Regions from separate parts of the Mus musculus genome. Here regions 2, 3, 4 and 5 are each linked to region 1. A link is a contact called in public Hi-C, Micro-C and promoter capture Hi-C data. All regions are on one chromosome and are shown on one strand. Each heading gives the region's core, a stretch centred on a gene start, on an enhancer-like site or on the middle of the called end of the contact. The rest is flanking DNA. Distances are from core to core; before and after follow the strand shown. Region 1 holds the start of Pax7 (paired box 7). Region 2 overlaps Gm32770 (a long non-coding RNA gene). Region 3 holds the start of Fam43b (family with sequence similarity 43, member B). Region 4 holds the start of Padi2 (peptidyl arginine deiminase, type II). Region 5 holds the start of Camk2n1 (calcium/calmodulin-dependent protein kinase II inhibitor 1).

Region 1 (2,700 bases), core at 107-2,606:
CGGCACTCGGCTCTCCTCAGTATTCTGCGTCATGTTGGGCAAATATTGTCCTAATCCTTTGCGCGTCCTTAGCCGCCTGTTTTGCTTGCATTCGTTCCAGGAGAGGACTCCGGCAAATCCCCGGCTGCCGCGCTCTCCCGCCTGCGTGGCCGCTCGCGCGCACTTGATCACGCAGCCCGCTCTCTTCGCCTCTGTCTAATTCGGGGACCCGGCGGCTTCTCGCTGCCCGAGGGAGGGGGCTCCCTCCCTAGATCGCCGGCTGCCAGACCGCCCCTTCTCGCCTTCTCTCCCCATCCTCCCGCACCCACAAGTGGGGCCCACACAATGACAAGAGGGGCGGCTAAAAAATAAAATTGGCACGCCGTTTCTAACTGCTCCTGAGACACCATGGGCTGTCTGAGCCGAGGAAACTAGAAGACCCTTCGGTGACTGGCTGAAAGCCTTCCATAGGTTTAAATAGAAAAGGGAGGGGGCGCGCAAAGGGGCCCTTTCTCCTCTCCCGGCCGATCGCCGCCGGCCGGTCCCCTCTGCATCCCCGAGTGGCTAGAGACTCAAAACAGTCCCCTGGATTGCTGTACCCTCTTTTGGTCTTGAGTTTCTTTCCCGGGACATTTGCAGACTTTAGAAAGACGTAGGGAAAAGTTATGTTTTTAATTTTTTTGTTTTTGTTTTTGCGGGAAATAAGGCACTATGCATTGTTTTTAATTAGTTTGTGTCGGGGCCGGGAAAAAAAAAAGCCAGTTAGTAAGTTGCTTGGGAGGAAGCGGACGGTCTGGTGGAGTGGAAATAGAGTGTCGCTTGTTGGTATTTCGAAATAAAAGGGGTTGGAGGGACCCCATCCCGACTTTGAGGGACCAATTCAAAACTAGGGAAGAAAGCCGGCGGCGCTGCGCAGAGACCCGGGAACTCTGTTGTGTCAGAGAAGAGTGGGAAACCCTGGAATTTACCGGAGCGCAAAACGGACCAGATGCGAATTCCCCGGGGAGTCGCATCCTGCGGCGAAAGGCCGGCAGCCGGTGACCCACGGAGCGCGGGCCGAGGGTCAGCGGAGTCCACGCAGAAACTGACAAGTGTCCGCTCTAGAAACTTCCCGTGTCCCACGCGGAGACTGGGACCCAGCAGAGCCCAGGAAGCCCCGCTGCTCGCTCCCCTGGAGGGTGCCATCTCCGAGGTCCTCCGGGGGACCCTGTAAAGGCCTCCTGCGCGCTCTCTTACCTTCCAGGGGGAAGCCGGTGCGCGGGTAGTTCTGCCCCGGGCCGGGTCTCATCATCCTGGGGACCGCGCCGGGCAGCGCCGCCATTCCTGCGCACGCTGGAGACGAATCCAGAGTCGGCTGGATAAACCTCTTGGCGTCTCTTCCTTTCACCCCTGCTGCGATCCTCCTCTCCTCTTCTTCCCTCCCCCCCCCACTAGCCTCTTCCCCCTCCCTTCTGCACCCCCCCCCACCCGGTTGCAGACGCGCCCCTTCCAGAAGCTGGGCGCGGGGGGGGGTGAGGTGGGGGCGGGAGGAGTGGAAGGTGGCGACAAGGAAGTTCAAACAAACAAACACTCCAACCCCAAGTCCGCCTCCACCCGCCGGGCTCGGCCAGAAGTTAAGCCGAATGACACCGGCTGCCGTGGGCCGAGCAGGCCGGGCTCCCTGTCCCCAGCTGCGCCTTGCGGGCCACCCGCTCCCGCGCTCCCGGCCGAAGTTCCTGAGCCCAGAGGTTGCGGAGTGGCTTTCTTTGGGTCTTTATTTATATATTTATTCTCTGGCTCGGACTCCCTCCTCCCCTCGATCCCTCCTCTCAGCGCCTCTTTCTGCTGGCCCTCACACCCTGTCCCCCGGAGGACTGGAACGGGGACGCGCTCCTGCTCGGGTTTCGGACTGGAGGGGAGGTGACCCGAGCGACAGGGTTGGGGAACACAAGAGGAAAAGCGAGGGGGCGCGAGCGATCAGCTGGGTAAGTTGTGCAAAAGTGCTCAACGGCAGGGAAGGGGAGGGAGCAGGCTGCAGCCAGAGAGATCTGATAGGTTCGGACTTTTCTTTTATTCATGAGCAGGAAAGGGGGCCAGTTCGGGAGGGAGAGGGGACCGATAACGAAAAGAAGTCTCCAACGAGTATTTTTTCCCCTTCCTTTTTAATCTCCAACTCGACCTCGTTCTTTTTTTTTCTTTTTCTTTCTTTCTTTTTTTCCTCAGGGGGTCGCGGGGGAGGGAGATAATTTGAAACTCTGAGTCCAGGGATGGCGTGGGCTGGGGGTGCTCTGAGGGAGGGAGAGGGTAACTTCTTTTAAGTGTTGTCCAGAGATGTGCTGGCAGGTCTGTGCTCCGGACGGCTTTCAGCTGTCTGCCCGCTGTGTAGGAAAGCCGGCCTTGGGCTGGGATCTTCTCTGTCCGCTCCGGCTATCTCTGGCCTCCTGGACTAGGGTCCACCGCACGTGTCCCTTCTCTTTTTAGTTCACTAGCTCTGAACATTCCTTGACAACTACTCCCTCCCTGGGCGGAACAGAGTAGGGTGACATCCCCGGAAGAATTTTGACTTCGCTGATACCTGTCAGGGCTTTACTGCTTGCGCCTGGCCTGGCCTGGCCTCCTGCAGCTCGGAGAAACGCAGCAAAATATACATCCCCAGAGATGCTGGCAAATCCGAGTCTGCCAAACCCTGGGGAATAACCTCTCCAGCTCCTCCTCCAGCTCCTAGGCCACCACCTTGGAGCC
Region 2 (2,700 bases), core at 166-2,665, 1.1 Mb before region 1:
GGTTACAGCCCATCACTGTGGAGAAATGAGAGCAGCAAGAACTTGAAGCAGCCAATCATATCACAGACACAGTCCAGAGACAAGAGCAGTGGATTAATGCTTTCTCCAGTTGGATACAGCACAGGGCCTTCTGCCTAGGGAATGGTAGCACCCTCAGTGGGCAGTTTTTCCTATCTCAATTAACACAATGTCAAAGTAATTCCTTATAAACCAATCTAGTCTAAAAGATCCTTCATAGAGACTTCCTTGCCAGGTGACTCTAATAGTATGTCAAGTTAACAATTAAAACTGTCCCAGTAGCCAAAAACATTCCAATTTTAAAAATCAACTGAGAAAGCATCTATGGTAAGGTTAAGAAAGGAATCTTTAAAACAGTTCAACCATCCACACATTTCACAGGACTTGTGGCCTTTGGAAAAAGATTCTACAAGAAAAAAAAATATTTTTTAGGGAAATACTGAAAGCTGCTCAGAAACCAACATATCTCAGGCACTAAGGATTTGCTATTGATATTTTTCAAATGTCAGAACAAAACAATTCTCAATGCAAGAAGAAAAGTTCACTTTTTATTACACAAACACTACAACCCAAGTTCTGCTCTGTTTCTCACATTTGAGTATTTTCCCATATATACCCCAAAACCTCGTGTAGCTTTAGCTATATTTTTATTATGTAATATCCATCCCCCTCAATACCACTACAAGAATTCTAAAACAGTGATTTTGGTTATTCAAAGAAGGGCTTAGTGACTATGTGTTAAACACGGTAGTTCTGGAACATTTATTGGTGTGTACTGACCTTCACCTTTTACAATTATATTGTATTGAGGGTCTAGGGAGATGGCTCAGTTGGTAGATGTGCTTGCCGAGCACGTGTGAGGATGTTGAGTTTTATCCCTAGAACATAATTAAAATGCTAGCTTGCATCTGTACACTCGCGCACACACACACAAGCGCACACACACACAAGTGCACACACACACAAATAAGATTATAGCCAAGAGAAAAGCAATGCCAGCCCTGTCATGTTGTGAGCTTGAGCAGAAAAGCTGAGGTGGCATGGACTGCCAGTTATCAAGGACTTGTAGCAGGGACTCTGACACAGAGACATCTTGGAATCTTTGGTTCTTCGAGGCTGGTTTCTTGAAGGGCCAGCCCAGCCTGGATCAGAAACCTCTGTGCCACCATATCCCCGTGTTTACCATGTGGGATTTGGATCTGGGGCTTAACTAAGACACACTCTTTGAAAACCAAATCGATTTGTGAGACTCAAAGTTCTTGACCATTTCCCGTTCTGTCCTGATTCTACCTGCAGAGCCCAGTTGTACGTCTTGACTTGGTCCAAGGAGTGCAGCATCCTGGTACCTGCCTCCTTCTCAGCCAGCTGGAACCAGTAGAACGCCGCCTGGTCTGCTCCAGGCCTTATTTGCTGCATTTAGAGGCACAGTGCCATCTAGTGGACAGAAAAGCCTCTTCATGCTCTGAGGTTTGTGGGGGTTTGTCGTCTTGTTTGTTTGTTTGTTTAATTAGTAGGGAATGGTGGTAAATAGACTGAACGAATGAGTTGTCGTCCTTTGATTCCCAGGAACACCTAGAGACAGAAACTGTTCTCTCGAATTCCACAGAGCCAGCCAGTGCCTGCAACTGACTTACAGAACCTCTTGGCCCAGTCTTGGTTCAGGGTTTTTGGGACCATGCCACAGAGAGCAGGTGAAAATACTTCTGGCTTTGGTTGAGTAGCAGCTCTGGCCTCAGCTGGTGGGTGTGTGCTGGGGTTGGTCGCTGGAGGACCTCTGCTGCTCTATGCAATACCTTGGCTCGGCTCTGGGCGATAGGTGCAGACTCTGGGCAAGTTCAGTTGTCTAGGTACTGCCGTCTCTTTCTTGCTCTGAAACTCAGCCGTGTGAGGGACTATGCAGAACTGGGGTGGGGGATGGAACTAAATGCCACAGAGGGCTCTTTGTGCCTGAAGACAGAGAAGGAACATGTACAGCATTCCTCGCCCCCTCTCCTGCCTACAGGTCACCTCCAGTCTCTGGTCTCTCTCCTGCTCCCTTTTCCTATTTAAAATCTCCTGCAGCTGTGGGGTCCTGGTCTCCAAGGACATGGCTGTTTAGGTCCCCAACAAGGGGTGAAAACAGCATGCTTTCTTTTTGCTTTCTGGGATGGACTAGGAGAGACTGCACAGCACTAGGGCTCTTCAGCCAATCTGTGTCTAAAAGGTGCACACTGAGCGGACACTGAGAAGAGTGCCACCCCTCCCCCTGCCCAGAGGGAGAGACTACCTGATGTTGAACTTTCAAAATTCCAAAGTGTTGGATTGAAACATACGTCGTGCTTTGGCATGACCCTCCGTCCAGATTCTTTGCCTACCGAGGGAAGCAAAATGCTTTCTTGTCTTCTCTTTCAGTGGCTGGGCTTTCCCGTTACTTTTGGACCATCATCCCAGCAAGAAGGATGGATGGATCCGTCTTGCCTGAAGCTTGACGCCTCACAGAGTCTACAGGTCAGAATATGAGTACAAAGAGGCTGTGTGTGAAAGTATAACAACATAAAAACAGAATTCTAGGCCTTTAGGCCCAGGCTTGGAAATGTGGCCTTTGTAAAGGTATGCTAATCATAAAACAGATAGCAACATTCCTCCACCCACCCGCTTCCTGGGTTCAAAGAGTGCTCATTCAAAGAAAGTCACCCAGAACCT
Region 3 (2,700 bases), core at 119-2,618, 1.4 Mb before region 1:
GGCACCCCGCAGGCTGCACGTCCTCAGCTCCCGGGCCAGGCTGAGCACCTCGGGCCGTTCGCGCTGCAGGGCTCCTTCCTCGCTATCCCGGGTGTCCTCCTCCTCCGCATCCTCCTCCTCATCCTCCTCCTGGATGCTGCTGAGCCGCGGAGCTCCGCGACCGCGCTCGCCCGGCGGAGGCCGGTAAGCGCACTTGGCGTTGAGCAGGCGGCGCAATGGAGCCCGGGGTACCGAGGCGGCGGCGCCCCCCGCACGGAGATGCTGCTGGCGCACGTGGCGCGCATCGCTCTGGCGCTGCAGCCGCTTGAAGTCGCTGAAGGCCGCCAGCGCAGTCTGGTGGAGCAGGCGGGCCAGGGAGCGCGCCTTGTGCGCCCGCGCCAGCAACACAGCGTGGCAGCGCAGCACCACGGCCTTGTGGCGTGCCTGGTGGCGGTAGACCCAGGTGAAGACTCGCGGGTGGCGCCCATCCGCCGCGCAGTAGGTGATGCGCGGCAGCAGGTAGGCGTGCGCCGGTCTGCGGCCCCCCGAAGCCCCGGAGCTGCGTTCGCTCGGCTGCATGCGGATGCCGTGCGGACCCAGGGTCAGTTTCATCTTCGTGCCCCCTCCCGGCCCGCAGCGCGCCCAAATCCTGCCCACAGCGTCGTCGGTGCAGCCGTCGCCCTTGGCATGCAGGGTGACGGCGTTGCCCAGGTACCACACGGTGTAGGTGGGGTCCTCCTTGTTAAGCTCCACTTTCTGGCGCCGGCTGCGGAACACGCGGCCCAGACGCTCCAGCGGCCAGTCCGGTAGCAGGTCCGGGCAGGAGCGCAGGAAGCTGGAGAGCAGCGACGTGTAGGCGAGCCCGGGGCTCAGGCTCTTCGCCTTGCGCTTGGCCTCGTCCTCCACTAGCACGAATTTGTTCCGTCTCCAGGGCAGCATCGCGGCGGCCCAAAGGGCAGGGAGCGCGGGGAAGCTCACTTGGGTCCTGGAAAGGCCAAAGGCGCTCAGAAGCCCACCGCCCAGGACTTGCGACAAGCTGGGCGGCGGCCGAAGACAGTCCTTGTGAGAGATGCCCAGTATCCGGCGGGGCTGGCTTCGCAGATGCCCGGTGCCCAGCCAGGCTGTCCGCTGAGATGCCCGTGCGGCTGCTTGATCGGCTCGGAGCAGCTTCCCCCAGGAATGACTCCAGCCGTCTGGGAAGCAAGGAGGGACAGGGTTTGGAGCAATAAATGTCCCCAAGGCCCGACTATAGGGGCGATTGCCACTGTCCCTGCCGCCGAGTCAGTGGCAGGGACGTCTTTAGAGCAGGGTCTGGTGGTTGCTGGATGAGGTGGACCAAGAGCACCGCTGCGGTGGGGACTCCTTCAGGCGTCGCGACTCCACCTCCCTTGGCTGCCTGCATCACCGGGCGGTACCGCTAGCTCTCTTGTCCCCTCCCTCTCCCCCGCCCCCTCCGCGCAGACTCGCGCTTCCCAAGACCCAGCACAGGCGCGTTGGAACTGTTTTAAGCTTTATCATTGGAAGGATGAAGAATAGAGGGGCAGCGAAGGAACGGGAATCCCCTAAAATATTGCGGAGGGATTTACGAATGTAAATTTCTCCAGCTTCACTGGTGGACTCCGAGTTCCCAGGGAGAGCCCCTTCTCTTTCTAGGGTTCCCGCCTGCTGTCCCTCACCCACAGAGCGTTCCTACCCGCATCTCTCCTCTCTGAAAGCAGAGATTTGGGGTGGGTTCCTGCTGGGGTTTGGTGCCCTTTGCCTCTTCTGTGCACAGCATAAAGCCAGCTGAGGTGGCCGAGAGCAGAGCAGTGGAAAAGTACTGTCTTTTAGTGAAGCTTTCTCCCAGGTTCCTCCAAGGTCGTGGACTAGGCCGCTTCCCCTGAGCTGAGAGACTGACTGGTCGGTCACACCACCACACCAGCAACCGCTGGTGGTCAGGACAGAATAGGGGAGAAGATTCTTGATGGTGGGAAAGGGTTTCCAGAGCAGACCTGAGACTTGTGGGAACTGCAGCAGGGAAGCTCTCCCTCTGGTCACAGTGCAGCCTCTGGCTCTTTGAAGATTAGACAGATAATGTCCTATCTGCAGAGACCGACTTTGGAGTTCCCAAGTGCTTGGCATTCGCGATCTCCTCAAATCCTTCAGACAAGGCAGTTCAGGCTCATGTGGTTGGAAGGAGATGGGTCACTCAGAACCTAGTGACCCCAGAGCTGGCCCTCGCCTTCTCTCTTCCCTCCAACCTTTGGCCATTCTGCATAGAGTCCAGGCACTTGTCTCCATCCTCTGGGGAGGGGCTCTAGAGTCCTGAAAAAACAAACCAAAACCAAACCAACCAAACAAACAAAAACCAGCCCTATGTCAGGACACACAGTTAGTTCTCTGAGTTTAAGCCTCAGGCTTCCAGACTTCCTGGACTGTTCTTATGTGGGCCCCAGGTCCCACGGCTTTAAGGCTCTCTATTGCCAACACGAGTTAAAAGTTGGGTCCTGAGCTGGGCGTGGTGGTACACACCTTTAATCCCAGCACTTGGGAGGCAGAGGCAGGAGGATTTCTGAGTTCGAGGCCAGCCTGGTCTACAAAGTGAGTTCCAGGACAGCCAGGGCTACACAGAGAGACCTTGTCTCGAAAAACCAAAAAAAAAAAAAAGGTGCTGGAGTGATGGCTCAGTGGTGAAGAGCACCGACTGCTCTCCCAGAGGTCCTGAGTTCAATTCCCAGCAAC
Region 4 (2,700 bases), core at 66-2,565, 1.1 Mb after region 1:
AGGGGTTCCCAGTCTGGTGCCTCTTGGATTCTTTCCCACAAGCTGCCTCCTGATTGGAGAACGCTCTCCCAGGGACCAATCAGAAGTTAGCAGCTTCTCCCAGGATCTGAACCCCAAGCCTTTCAGGAGACAGTGACCCCTCTGGCTGAGATTCTGGCTCTCTGCTTCTCCACCCACATTCCTCCTAGATCCCTGATACCCAGGAACAGCTGGGGTCTTTACCATCTCCTAATTTGGGCATCTGGAGGAGAAGGATGGAGTCGAGGGCCGCTGGGCGTGCCTGGGCATACCTATGAGCAATGCGTTTAATTCAGTGTGCCCTTTGCTGGGGCTCCCTTCAGTCCCCCTCCCTCTCCAACATTCACCCCTCCACCCGCCCTTCAGTCTCCATTCCCTTAACGAAAAAGCCACTTCCTCAAATTGCATAGCCCCAGGGTTGAGTTCAGAAAGAAAGGGCCTGAGGGTGGGGTTCAGAGTGCTTCAGACCCCACCCTGCCACTAGATGTCACGGTGCACCTTGGCCTTCAGGACCATACATTGACCTCTACCTTGGCACGTCTTTTGGTGTCGCAGGCTGGAGCCCTAATCCTCTGCCCCGTCAGCCCATTGTCCTTCAACCAGGCACATCCTCCCAGCCACCGGGAGCCACCCAAATCTCCATCCATAAACACCACACAGATCAGTCCTCTCCTCGCCAGTCCTCTCACGCCCCATCCGGGGTCTTCACTACTGGCTCCAGCTCAGTATGCTCAACGCTGTCTGGGGCAGCCAGAATGCACTCCCAGATAGCCCCATTCCAGGCTCATGCTGTCGCTCTCATGCCTGGGCTTAGCATTCTGGTCCCTGCCAGGGCCACAGTTCCCCCCACTCCACCCCACTCCCTATTTCTCATGGCAATGTGGATCTAATATGGGGGGTGTCCAGCTTCCAGAAGGTGTTCAGGAGGCTCCTCTCCACCCCCTGGTGTTGCCAAGATCTTTAAGAAGCCTCAGGGTTTCCTCTGAGAAGCATTCTCCGGCCCCAGACTGGCTTTGGTTGCCACCTATTCACTCCTGCCCTGTCCCTTCGGCTACTCCTGCTCGCACTTTCTGCCCCTCGGAGCTGGAGGTGAGGGGGAGCGTCCAGAAAGGGGAATTTACTGAATAAAAGAATGAACAAGCCAAACACGGAAAACAGGAATTGACAACTTGCGGGCAGAGGGGCTTGGAGGGCGGGGCCAGGCTTGACGGACGGGTTTGCAGATCCAATCCAAGAGGAGTCCGGCGGGAAGCCCCGCCCACGCCCCGCCCCCGGCTGCTGCTTAAGGCCGCCGGCTGCTCGGCAGCGAGCGCAGGCGCAGCAGCGGAGGGCTTACCTGCAGCAGGTGCTTATTCCTGGGAGCAGCACGGAATGCAGCCGCCTATACGGGAAAATATGCTGCGGGAACGGACCGTGCGGCTGCAGTATGGGAGCCGCGTGGAGGCGGTGTACGTGCTGGGCACGCAGCTCTGGACCGATGTCTACAGGTGAGCCGAGAGAGAGTTACCCTCTCACCTACCCTTCACAAATCTTGAGACCCTGGACCTGGCTCCAGTATCCAGGTTGCCCCTCAATTCGAGATCCTCAGAAATCCAGAGAGAGTCCAGGCCAGGATCCACTTCCATGCAATCCTGAGGCCCCTCTAAGACACACAGTTACAGCCCCTGTCACAGCCTCCTCTCTGAGACTACTCCCTAAATCTAGCCTTCTCATGACTGGTCTTTCCAGCCCCTCTCCTGGGTGACTTTAACACACATGGGCTCTCTGTAACACGCCCCTTTCACTCCCCCATTCCTTCTTGGCTGACCTTTCACCCCAGCCCAGCCTCCTCCACCAGTGGACTGCCTACCCCTGCAAGCAGAAACAGCCTGGGATGTGCTGGGGACTGACTTGTCCAAAGGGGAACTGCCCACGTGGAATCTGGCCTGGTACTTATCCGATTTCACCCTCCGGGGGGTTGCTGGTGGTTGCCTGTCCCGGGGCACTGGCTGTGAGCTGTGTCCCCAAATACCTTTCCTGACTTCACCCTGAGATCAGAGAGGGGTCACTTTCCACCCGCTATGGCCCTGGGAGCCAGGGCCCGTTTCTTCCCCATTTTCTCTGCCCACACGCTCGCTCGATGGGGGTCAGGGTACCTGAGACAGAAGGCTGAAGGAATCTCGCAGAGTGTGTCCCACAAACCCAGAGAAACTGATAGGGTATAGTGTGGGACCTAGGAAAGGTGCTATGGGGAAGGAGTAGTCTGAGCAGCCTGAGAGGCCACACTGAAGCCACCATCTGCTCCGAGCACTCTCAGTGTTCTGCCTTGCGAGGGAGGAAGGGCTTCATGCTGGAGGGAGGGGCATGCCAGATTCTGTGCCTGTACATCCTCTATGGGCCGTGTTCCCAGACCATTCTGACACTAAAGCGCCTGACTCTCCCGAGCCTCCCAAAGCCCACCTAAGCACCCCCTCATGCTCTTCTGCCCGCTCTCCAGCTCCTTCCCACTGCTCGGCCACTTCACAGGAGGCCCCGGTTCCCGCTGGTCTCAGCAAGCCTAAGACGGGGCCCCTCTCTGCTCCTTTAGCCCTTAAGCCTCAGCCCCAGCCTCCACTTCACCTGGGCCTGGACTTCAGTGGGCCTTCATATAGACCCCAAAGCAGGATTATAACACAGGGGTGGGGTGTGGTCTAGGCGCCAGTG
Region 5 (2,700 bases), core at 195-2,694, 1.4 Mb before region 1:
GGCAAAGGGCTGCAGGCCCGGGGCGTCCCCAGCGAGTCAGAGGGCTCTAGGAGCCGGGCATCCCGGGCAAGCCCAGAGTAATGAGGCTCTCCCCTATCCCGCGGGAGGCGGGGCTGCCCCCTCCTCCCCTCCTTCTTGTCCCCGGGGTTGGTGCGGGGGGAGCCAGGGCCCCCGCACAGAGGGACAAGAAGTGAGAAAAAGGCCTTCCTGGCAGATCCAGTGGGCACGGGGATAGAGGAATGCCCGGCAGGGTCTAAGTGGGGCACAAGTGTGGTGGGGGAAGGGAGAGGAGTGCCCGCGGGTGGCCCAGTACGCTCCGATCCTTGACCTCTGTAACTGGCCTCCAGGGAGGTCAGCATCCGCGTCCTTCCCGGCCGGTGCGTCCTCGGTCCCCTCCCCTCCCACTGCTTCGGGTTCCCCTCGGGAGTCACAGCCAGCCGAGCCGGCGCGCACAGGCTCCGGGTCGGGTAAACACCGCGCGGGAGGGGCGCGGGCCGTGCGGGGCGGGGCGGGGCGGGGCGGGGCGCACCGGGGCCCCTCAGCGCAGGCGGGACGGAGGGAACGGGGGCGGGGGCAGGAAGCCAGCCGCGGTCCGGCGCGGCCCCGTGACGTCGCTTAGCTTCCAGGGATCTCTCCCCGAGGCCCACGGGTCCCCTCCTCCCTCCCTCCTCTGGCGCCTCGCTTTCAGCCTGGGCTGGCATTCTCCCTAGCAGCTCGCAGGCTGCTCCTTCGTCCCTGCCTCCCTCTGTCCCCCCTCTCTCCTCCTTCCTTCTCCGACCCTCTATTTTTCCCTCTTTCGCTTCTCCGCTCTGCCTCTCCGATCCAAATCTAGTCTCCCCCCTTTTCTTTTTCTCCCTCCTTCCTCACCCTCCCTCCTCCCGCCGCTCCCCTTGCCTTCTTCTGTCTTTCTGTTTTTCTCCCCGTCGCCCTCTCGGTTTCTTCCCTCCCTCCCTCCCTCCCTCCGGGTTTCCTCCCCCTGCCCTCCCTCCTTTTTGCTCCCCTCCCCCTCGGCCGCTCGCTGCTTCACAGTCCCCGAGTCGCCGCCGCTGCCGCCGCCCGCATCCGCGGCAGGACTGGCCCGCGCGCTCCCCGGGGTGCGCCCACCTCGGTCCCGCGCCCTCCGGGCTCGCAGGGACACCCTCCTCCCCGCGCGTCGCGGCCCCGCCCGGCTCGGCCCCCGCCCCGCGCCCGAGAGCGCCGAGGATGTGAGTCCTGCCCGCCGCTGCCGGAGCAGCAGCCACTCGCGCGCGGAGCCCGAGCGCAGCGCAGCTCAGCTGCGGGCGCTCGTTGGGTCGCTCGCGCGGGCTGCGCGCTCCTGCCCCAAGCGGTGTCCCTCCCCGGCCTCTCGCCGGCCCCAGCGCCGCGGCAGCCCCGAGGGCCGTCCCCGGCCGGCCATCCCCGGCCCCAGCGCCGCTGACCCTGTCCTCCGCGGGCGGGGACGCGGGCGGAGGAGGTGCCGCCTCGGAGCCCCCGGACGCGACCATGTCGGAGGTGCTGCCCTACGGCGACGAGAAGCTGAGCCCCTACGGCGACGGCGGCGACGTGGGCCAGATCTTCTCGTGCCGCCTGCAGGACACCAACAACTTCTTCGGGGCTGGGCAGAGCAAGCGGCCTCCCAAGCTGGGCCAGATCGGCCGGAGCAAGCGCGGTGAGTTCCCCGCCCCTTACCCCCTGCGGTGCTGGTGCTGCAGCCTGGCTGGGGCTCAGGGGTCCCCGCGGTAGTAGGAGGACCATCTGCGAGATCTAGGGATCCCTCCTGCGGCGGAAGCTGGATCAGGCCTCGGGCAAGAGTCCCCGCTTGTCCGGGCCACCAGCGGGGTCACCCGGGGGCGTGGTAGCCTCTACTTGCTGCCGAGGCCCAAAGGTTATACCCGCGTCCTCAACCGCACCAAAGTTTGCTTTTAGGTTTCACACCCCTCCCCCTTTTTGCGCAGTGGAGTCGCATCTGCACTCTCTCTGCTCGGCCACCCTGGGGTAAGGGGTCCTGGAGCTTCTTAGGGGTCTGCGTGGGGCGCTGCAGGGGAAGGACCTTAACTCCCGCGGGGAAGGGCGAGGAGCATTCAGGTCGCACTGGCTTTTCACTGTTACTTGGCAGAGGGGAGAAGGGTGGTCTAGCCTGAGATATTGGAGTTGGAGAAGCCCCAGGGAAACCGAGACTCAGGGTGCTGCCGGAAAAGACTGGGGTGGCGAGGTGAAGTGGGGAGATGGTCGGGAGACCGAGGTGGGCTGAGAGCTAAAGCGAGGGAGCTGTAAGGGAGCCTGGGACTCAAGTCTAGGGAGGACGCTGAAGTGCTGGAACAATGAGGGTGACAGACAAGGAGACCTACGGGTAGAGACCCAGAGTTCTGGACAGGTGATCTGATCATCCAGTACAGGGACCGGTGGAGGGACTGAGAGAGGCCAGTGGAGGCAGTGAGGCAGGCGGAAGAGGCAACTGAAGGTAAAGCCCCAGGCGGCAGCGAAGGGAGGTTCTGCCCTTTGCGGTGGCACAGAGAGCGGAGGGGCGGAGGCTACAGACCGGGGAACGGGGAAGGGAGAACGGGAGGGGGACACCCGTTCAGGCCAGGCCTAAACTTTGCAGCCGCTGATCGGCGTGGGAACCTACCCCAGCTTTCCTTCCTGCTCCGGGCATCTTTGAACCCGGCCTGGGCTACCGCCACCAGTGATCTGAAGACCTCAGTTTCCCTTTCTCTCCTTAAG

What was found. Promoter capture Hi-C pulls out the DNA fragments that hold promoters and counts their contacts. Hi-C and Micro-C count contacts between places; a contact is called where the count stands out from the background.
Region 2: a Hi-C map of embryonic stem cells shows a contact between it and region 1. The contact joins the enhancer-like site here to the promoter of Pax7 in region 1. A contact is called at or near these places in 3 of 39 promoter capture datasets (embryonic stem cells and liver), 4 of 484 Hi-C or Micro-C datasets (all in embryonic stem cells) and 2 of 115 datasets of contacts at active chromatin or transcription factors (both in embryonic stem cells).
Region 3: a contact with region 1 is called in a Micro-C map of embryonic stem cells, with 8 times the contacts expected there. The contact joins the promoter of Fam43b here to the promoter of Pax7 in region 1. A contact is called at or near these places in 3 of 39 promoter capture datasets (all in embryonic stem cells), 5 of 484 Hi-C or Micro-C datasets (all in embryonic stem cells), 1 of 115 datasets of contacts at active chromatin or transcription factors (embryonic stem cells) and 1 of 9 other capture datasets (embryonic stem cells).
Region 4: a contact with region 1 is called in a promoter capture Hi-C map of embryonic stem cells, with 2.5 times the contacts expected there. The contact joins the promoter of Padi2 here to the promoter of Pax7 in region 1. A contact is called at or near these places in 4 of 39 promoter capture datasets (cranial neural crest, embryonic stem cells, hippocampal neurons and 1 more).
Region 5: a contact with region 1 is called in a Hi-C map of embryonic stem cells, with 13 times the contacts expected there. The contact joins the promoter of Camk2n1 here to the promoter of Pax7 in region 1. A contact is called at or near these places in 2 of 39 promoter capture datasets (both in embryonic stem cells), 24 of 484 Hi-C or Micro-C datasets (differentiating embryonic stem cells, embryonic stem cells and stem cell-derived epiblast-like cells), 6 of 115 datasets of contacts at active chromatin or transcription factors (all in embryonic stem cells) and 1 of 9 other capture datasets (embryonic stem cells).

What each region holds. Positions count from the first base shown.
Region 1 is chr4:139,831,612-139,834,311 of GRCm38.p6, forward strand. It overlaps Pax7 (paired box 7), which reads right to left and starts at 1,357. Exons shown (of 9, transcript NM_011039.2): 1 at 1,216-1,357. The coding sequence starts at 1,300. It overlaps Gm46873 (a long non-coding RNA gene), which reads left to right and starts at 1,857. Exons shown (of 3, transcript XR_001784470.2): 1 at 1,857-1,943.
Region 2 is chr4:138,698,971-138,701,670 of GRCm38.p6, forward strand. It overlaps Gm32770 (a long non-coding RNA gene), which reads left to right. Exons shown (of 5, transcript XR_390863.2): 2 at 1,315-1,485; 3 at 1,585-1,709; 4 at 2,410-2,505. Among named protein-coding and RNA genes, the nearest start is that of Gm32770, 23 kb to the left of the region's middle. Within about 2 kb of position 1,416, at least 21 of the 459 cell types and tissues checked have an H3K27ac peak or open chromatin away from gene starts, as enhancers often do. A contact at or near this core is called in embryonic stem cells, where this site is marked.
Region 3 is chr4:138,395,090-138,397,789 of GRCm38.p6, forward strand. It overlaps Fam43b (family with sequence similarity 43, member B), which reads right to left and starts at 1,369. Exons shown (of 1, transcript NM_001081672.2): 1 at 1-1,369. The coding sequence starts at 918.
Region 4 is chr4:140,905,045-140,907,744 of GRCm38.p6, forward strand. It overlaps Padi2 (peptidyl arginine deiminase, type II), which reads left to right and starts at 1,316. Exons shown (of 16, transcript NM_008812.2): 1 at 1,316-1,505. The coding sequence starts at 1,390.
Region 5 is chr4:138,453,704-138,456,403 of GRCm38.p6, forward strand. It overlaps Camk2n1 (calcium/calmodulin-dependent protein kinase II inhibitor 1), which reads left to right and starts at 1,445. Exons shown (of 2, transcript NM_025451.2): 1 at 1,445-1,648. The coding sequence starts at 1,483.